Linked DNA regions of Mus musculus: region 2 is linked to region 1. The links are chromatin contacts, called in public promoter capture Hi-C maps. All regions are on one chromosome and are shown on one strand. The core of a region is the stretch at or near the end of the contact, and the rest is flanking DNA. Distances in the headings are between cores, read along the strand shown. Region 1 overlaps Fndc7 (fibronectin type III domain containing 7). Region 2 overlaps Fam102b (family with sequence similarity 102, member B).

The links. Capture Hi-C pulls out chosen DNA fragments and counts their contacts.
Region 2: a contact with region 1 is called in a promoter capture Hi-C map of adipose tissue. The contact joins two enhancer-like sites. A contact is called at or near these places in 3 of 484 Hi-C or Micro-C datasets (adipose-derived mesenchymal stem cells, spermatogonial stem cells and uterus), 2 of 115 datasets of contacts at active chromatin or transcription factors (microglia and pancreatic cancer cells) and 3 of 9 other capture datasets (adipose tissue, liver and pancreatic islet).

What each region holds. Positions count from the first base shown.
Region 1 is chr3:108,856,295-108,859,957 of GRCm38.p6, reverse strand. Fndc7 (fibronectin type III domain containing 7) reads left to right here. Exons shown (of 13, transcript NM_177091.5): 11 at 1,051-1,080; 12 at 3,548-3,609. The coding sequence ends at 3,591. Among named protein-coding and RNA genes, the nearest start is that of Stxbp3, 18 kb to the right of the region's middle. Within about 2 kb of position 1,662, at least 143 of the 459 cell types and tissues checked have an H3K27ac peak or open chromatin away from gene starts, as enhancers often do. A contact at or near this core is called in adipose tissue, microglia and pancreatic cancer cells, where this site is marked.
Region 2 is chr3:108,995,870-108,999,532 of GRCm38.p6, reverse strand. It overlaps Fam102b (family with sequence similarity 102, member B), which reads left to right. Exons shown (of 11, transcript NM_001163567.1): 3 at 2,469-2,498. Among named protein-coding and RNA genes, the nearest start is that of Gm43221, 3.0 kb to the left of the region's middle. Within about 2 kb of position 1,567, at least 80 of the 459 cell types and tissues checked have an H3K27ac peak or open chromatin away from gene starts, as enhancers often do. A contact at or near this core is called in adipose tissue, microglia and pancreatic cancer cells, where this site is marked.

The DNA of each region.
Region 1 (3,663 bases), core at 413-2,912:
CCTTAGCACTTCTGGAGATGAGATTCAGAGTACATGCTTGGCAAGCACCATTCGGCTGAGCTGACAACCCCCAGGCCTGCCCCAAACCTTCTCTTAAAACTTTCTTTTGAAACAGTGATTTGCTAAATTGCCCTTCCTGGCCTCAGCTGCCTAAGTAGCTCAGATTACAAGTGTGCACTTCTGTGCCCAGCACGTTTATTCTTTTTCAATTTGTATATATTTTCCATCTGAAATATATCAATAGGGTTGGAAAGATGGCTCAGTAGGTAAAGTATGTGCCACACAATGTTAAAGACATGAGCTTGAATCCCCAGGACACAGTTGAAAAGTCAGGGCAGCACACACTGGTAGCCTCAGCGCTTGTTGTTGCAGGGGAGGTGTTAGGCAGAGCTTATTAGCTAACTCAACTGTCTTAGCTAGGGTTTTATTACTGTGAAGAGACACCATGACCAAGGCAACTCTTATAAAGGACAACATCTAATTGGGGCTGGCTTACAGTTTCAGAGGTTCAGCCCATCATCATCACAGCAGGAAGCATGGCAACGTGCAGGCAGCCATGGTGCTGGAGGAGCCAAAAATTCTACATCATGATCCAAAGGCAGCAGGAGACTGTGTCTTCTACACTGAGCATAGCTTGAGCATAGGTGATCTCAAACCCTGCCCCCACAGTGACACACTTCCTCCAACAAGGCCACACCTAGTCTAACAAGGCCTCTAATAGTGCCCCTTCCTAAGGGCCAAGCATTCAAACACATGAGTCTGTGGGGGCCATGCCTATTCAAACCACCCCACCAACCTAGTCAAATCTATGGACTTTAGGTTCAGGAAGAAAGACACTACCTCAAAAGCTGCAGGTGGAGAACAATCAAAGAAAGACACCTGACATCCTCAGGTTTCCACTTAACACACTTGTGCATGTGCACCAACATTAACAATTATAACTCACACACACCATAAATACACAAATAAATAAATAAATATGTCAATGAGTGTATTCTTAATGCCTATGTTTTAATTTAATTTAATTTTATTTTATTTTATTTTTTACAGTTACCTGTTCTGGCAGTACTCTTGGAATGGGTAAGTCATTTTTCCCAAGCAGAGAAATAGAAGAGAATTTGTGTGCCTGTGTTTCCCAGTTACTTAATGAAATTATGATCAAAGTTAATGCTAATTCCTAAGAATGCCACATGCTCCTTTGATGTAAGAGTGCCCTGCCTCCCTTCACATTGCGCAAACCAAGATGAATTCCTTTAGATGTTGAAATCTTTTTAGTCTTCCAGAGTCCCAGAGAAAAATGCAAATTTTTTGGAGGGCAGCTGGTTATTCCTGCTCCGCGCATACTTACTTTGGCAATGGTTCCAGCCTTGCTGCATGCTAACATTCCTTGGAGACTTTCAATTTTACTGATGCTAGGGCTCTGGCCCCTGAAGATCTGGCATAATTGTTCTAAGTCGAAGGCTGGGCAGCAGGACTTTTAAAAGCTCCTCTGGTGGTTTTAAAGTGAAGTGAAGGCTGAGAATTGCTGCGGTAAGCAGGGCTTCTCCCCCAGCTGGTGCAGAGCCCCACCAGGCACATTTGGACTTGGCAGGGGCAGAGGCTTTCCACACTAATGAGGTGAGGTCTGAACATGCTTTGAATAGCACAGCCTTAGACAGAAGCAGCCCCTCCCCCTCTCTGAGTAAGCCATTTGAGGGCCTCGGCACTACCGTGGAAATCATTGTGTCTAGGAAGGATTTCTAGATTTCATCATTTTCTTCTGTGAATACTGGACTAGTCAGATCAGGATTCTGGCTGGCAAGGACCCCTCTTGACCTACTAAAAGGAGCCCTGGGGATTCTGTTTGCTTAAGTCTTCCTTGATTCTTGGTCTATCATAAATCTTACCAACCCCATGAGTTGACTTTTTTTTTCCAGGTCAGGGTCTCACTATGTACCCCTGTCTAGCCTGGAACTCACTTTGTAGACCAGGTTGGCCTGGAATTCACAGAGCTCTGTCTGCCTCTGCCCCACCCCTACCCCCAAGTGCTGAAATTAAAGGTTTTACAGCACAATGCCTGCCTGCCTGAATTGACTTTTTTTTTTTTTTTTTTTTTTTTTTTTTTTTTTGAGACTATGTGTAGCCCTGGCTGTCCTGGTACTCATTCTGTAGACCAGGCTAGCCTCAAACTCACAGAGATCTGCCTGACCCTCTTTCCTGAGTGCTGAGATTAAAGACATGTGCTACCATACCACCGTGAACTTGCTGATCTTGTCTGAAATGACCTTCTAAGAGACAATATTGGATTTAAATCCTGCTGCTCTTATTTGCCAGTAGTTGAACTATTCAAATTCCTAAGCCTAGTTTTCCTCATTTGAAAACTGAAGTAATAGTCACTTCATAAAACATAATGACATTAAATGAAATGTAATTAATTGGACACAGTGAGAATTCAGGGTCAATTTCATCTCATAACTCCCTAATATGTTCTAGATATTAACACTTTAACCTTAGCCCTCATAATACTTGAACACATTAGTTTTTAAGTATGGACCCAACAATACTCACATTATCTGGTAACCTTTTAGAAATGTCGCCTCTAGGGTTTGGCCAAAGACCTAGTAACTGAGAGATTCTGGAGCCTGGCAACTCTGTGGGTTTGGCTTGGGTGTTTTGTTTTGTTTTTCAAGACGGGGTTCCTTTGTGTAGCCTTGGCTGTCCAGGAACTAGCAACTAGCTCTGTAGTTCAGGCTGGCCTCAAACTCACAGAGATCTGTCTACCTCCACCTCCTGGATTAAAGAGCTGGGATTAAAGGTTGTTACACTACAGTGCCCGTAAAATGGGGCTGGGGAGGGGTTGATTGTCTCTAAGGTTGTGCTATTCAAAGCCTATTCAGACCTCTCACCTCATTAGCACATAAAGCCTCTGTCCCCTGCCAGGTGCGCCACCACCTGGCCAGCAACTCTGTTTTAACAAGCAGCCTTAGGTTAGAGGATCCGGGCTCTAACTTGGGAGAGAGCTTTTGTTGCTGGAAACCTGATGCCTGGCTAGAGGAGAAAGTGACAGGTGTGGGGTCTGTGTGCCCTGTGTGGTATCCTTCTCCTTTGGTACCCAGCCAGCTTCAGTGTCACCTGCTCATCCTGTGGAGCTTTGGAGACTTTCTTCCCCACGACATCTTTAGCAGTTGAAGGTTCATGTTCACCTTGTGCAAATGTCTGAATGAATGAAATAGTGGAGGTTTTTTTTTTTGGGGGGGGGAGTGGAGGGCACAGCAAGTTGGCCTGAGGGTAAAAGAAATATCCCTCATCCAATCAGTACTGTGAGCCCAGGGATATTTAGAGGATTCACTTCGTGAAGCAGGGGTTTAGTCACGCTGGTTTGTCAGAAACTTCTGGTCGCTTTGAACAGTTTGGTAGCTCACGCTCCTCTTTGCTTGCTGTGAAGTGCTATAAAAAAACAGCTTTCTGAATATTGACAGTAACAAATTTTCAGCACTTAAGCAATGTCTGAGTTTGTGACACAGCCTCTGTGTCCTCTTCCCTGTCCCTTTCTTCCCTGTCCCTTTAGTGATTTACAGAGGGAAGAGGAACGATACAGCGAGCCCCAGGTAAATACAGATACTCCACAAGGTGAGCAGAGAGCATTAATTCTTTCTGATTCCACAGCAAGATTTTGTCCTCTGT
Region 2 (3,663 bases), core at 318-2,817, 140 kb before region 1:
TCCTCCTCCTGCTCCTGCTCCTGCTCCTGCTCCTGCTCCTGCTCCTGCTCTGCCCCTGCCCCTGCCCCTGCCCCTGCCCCTGCCCCTGTTCCTGCTCCAGCACTGCAGTAGAAGCAACCTGTGGCCACCTGACTTTTTAAATGGGTGCTGTACATCAGAACGAGGTTCTCATACAACAAACACTCTTAACAAGTGAGCTATCCCAACAGCACTCTGAGAGGTAGGCTGGTTCCCAGGTAGAGGGAGGACAGGCATGTGCCACCATCCCTGATTCATTTGGGAAATTTTAATAGGACAAGCAGTTATAACAGTGGTTCTCAACCTGTGGGTCATGACCCCTTTGGTGGGGATCAAATGCTGCTTTCACAGGGATTGCAAATCAGATATTCACATTACAGTTTATAACAGTGGTAAAATTAATGTTATGAAGTTGCAATGAGCTTTATTTGTTTGGTTGGGTTTTTGGTTGGGGGGGGGTTGTTTGTTTTTGGTTTTGAGGCAGGGTTTTTCTCTGTATGATACTCAAACTCCTGGAGTCCTGAAACTCTGTAGATCAGGCTGGCCTTGAACTCAGAGATCTACCTGACTATGCCTCCCAAGTGCCAGAATTAAAGGCATGCTCCACCACACCCAATGCAATGAAATAATTTATATAGTGGAGATCACTACACAAGGAACTTATTAAAAGGTCACAACACTGTTGCAGGAAATACTAGAAAAGCACCATCCAGTGCTATCCCTGGCTACTCTCCACCCTGGCGACCTCACTGCCCCCATGGCTAACCCCGTGCAGCGCCCGCCCATCTTGCGGTTCTCTTGCTGCAGATTCTGTTCACATTCCCAGCCATCCACCCCCTTTGGTCTTCAGTCCTAAATCCCAGTAACCCAGTAAAGTCAAAACTCTAGAGGCTTGTGATTTATAAGTCAGATTTATGTCATAACTCTCACCCCATGAAACGCCCACACAATGAACTCAGAGCCAATTGATATTGAACTAAACTGTCCACCTGGATTGGACAAATTGTCCTGTAATTATCCATCTCTTATATGATATTCATAGCTACCTGTAGCTATTTAAAGCCACATGGAATCTGGATCGTCTTTCTCTTCCTCCATCTTCCTTCATTCTCTCTGTCCTCTCTCTCCTGTCTCTAAAAATCTCTGTACTCCTTCCTTTTCCAATCACAGGCTTCTTGTTGTATTAATATTTAAACCAATTGAGGGAAATTCTGCTACACACCATTCATAAAGCTGAGAACCACTGTTTCATAAGATCATGCTGCTGTTTTGGTGGTGAATGAATTGGTTTTAATATCTCAAAGTAGAAATGCTTAGGTTCGGGGAAAGCAGTTTTTTACAGACATAGTCCATTATTTGGCACAACCGGATACCCAACTAAAAGTACAGGTTTCTATTGCATGGAGAGTGAGAGCAAATAACCAAGGTACAGCTAGCAATCTTTCTGTAGAAGCTACAGAAAGGAGGAAAGGAGAGGCAGGAGGAACAGCAGCCAGGGAAGCAGTAGATGTGGTATCGGGAGGTGTGGCATGGGGGTGTGGCATCATGGCATCAGGAAGGTCATTGGTCAAGCCGTCACTTGTGTAAGAGACTAAGATAAAAGCAGGGAGCTTTTAGCTTCTGCAAAATGAAGATCCTGAGCTACTAGAGAGGGAAAATGAGGTCAAATCCAGCTGAAGAGGGTTGACGAGAGTCAGGCAGAGGTTTAAGACTTTTGAGTTTTGACCATACATGACAGCACTGAAAATAAGCAAGTCGAGGAGCCATGGAACACCTAGAGGATGTTTCCTTTTGTTTGTTTAAGAATGGCACCATTAAAGGATGTGGGAATGACCCGATACTGAAAAAATGCCGATAGCACATTGGACTAGAAACAGTGGCAGGAAAGGGAAGAGTGACAGACGGTCCTAAGTAATGCCAGAGCTCGCTGCGGCCCGTCTGGGGTTCTCTAAATTCAATGTGTAAAAGATAGGCATGCTAGATAGTGTGTCAGTCACAAAAGGGAAGTGACAACTCTCCAGTAAACACGCTCTCAAAGTGGCTTTGGAGAAAGGAAGCTTTCTGTGGTAACAGAGGCAACAGTGCACAGTGTACTGGGCTTTGCTCCGAGTGCTTTACACTTGGCCCTCACAGCTGTGTGGCCAACGGTCCCACCATCCAGGAAGCTGAAGTGAGTCACTTGAGGTCCAGGAGTTCAAGGTCCGTCCGTGCAGCATACAGAGACTCCACATCAAAAACCAAATGAATAAAGTTACAAGCAAAGAGAAATTTTTGGTCATTTTTAAGATATTATTATTGATTTGAATAGCCAGGTTGAAAATAGTTCTATGTATATTGCCTGTGATATTTACTAGCATATAAATGTCTACTTAGGACTTGTTTGACACACATTTAGTCTTAAATTCTTCATTCTATAGTGACCTCACTTACAGTGCGTTCTGTGTTTGCAGGAATTAAAAGGTGGGAAAGCGTATGCAAAGGTAAGTAAATGTTCTTTAACTCTCTTTGAAGTTCATAATGTTGTTATTGCAAGCTATGGGTTTTTAATTGCTACTCAAGCGTGGCTCATTTTAAGTTCAGCACACTAGAGACTGAATAATTGGATCTAACACACTATTAGAATATTCTTTCTGGGGACTGGAGAAATGGCTCAGTGGTTAGGAACACTGCCAGTTCTCCAAAGGACCCAGGTTGGTTCTGTTCCCAGGACCCGAATGTGACTAGAACACTCTCTGTAACTCCGGTTCCAGAGGCCCCAACCCCTCTTCAGGCCTTGCATGCACATGGTGCCCAGACATACATGCAGGCAAAATGCCCATACTCATAATAAAAATAAATGAATTTTTTTTAAAAGGAGTATTTTGGGAGCTAATTGTGGGCTGGTACCCTTTAGTATTAGCCTCCCTACTAGACAATGTTCTCTGGTTTTCTTGAAATCGTAGCTTACTGCTACAATTACAGAATAATTAGATGTGAGTTATTGTTGCTCCAGGATTGGTTAATCCACTGACTAAAGAATGTGGTCAGGGATCCATTATCCTTCCCTCAGTGATGACCTTAATCTCGATAGCAATACCTTAACATCAGATGTTTAGTTGCTCAAACTTTTTGACATAATCCATATGCACAAAAACCTAGCTGGGCTCTTTATAGTATTTTTGTTGAATAAGTATGAATTTCCTTATGTTCTTAGAGGACTCTATCATATGTTTTATTGAGTGTAACTGGGCCTTATACCCACCCCTAACTATCTGTGGCCATAAAAATGGGTTGCTATTGTTAAATTAGACTAAGCACAATGTAGCAATGATAGGAGGATGGGTCCCTCTGTATGCACAAAGTACAGAGATGGAATCTCTGGGGGATTAATAGGGTACAGAGCATTAGCAGGCAGATAAGCAAGGACTACTGTTGCTGGGAACTGTTCATGAATTTATGTTCTCTTCTAAGAGCTCTTAAGACAACATTCTCTCACCTTTTATGGACTATTGCCTTAGACTATGCCCACATTATTTTCTATTGACAGCCCCTGTTGGCCACCTGCTTCGTCTGGTCCCTGTTGTCTAACTCCATCTTCCTTAATCCTGCCAGAGTGATCTTTCTAAAATTAAAACGTGATCATATCATTCCCCACTTTTAGTTTCT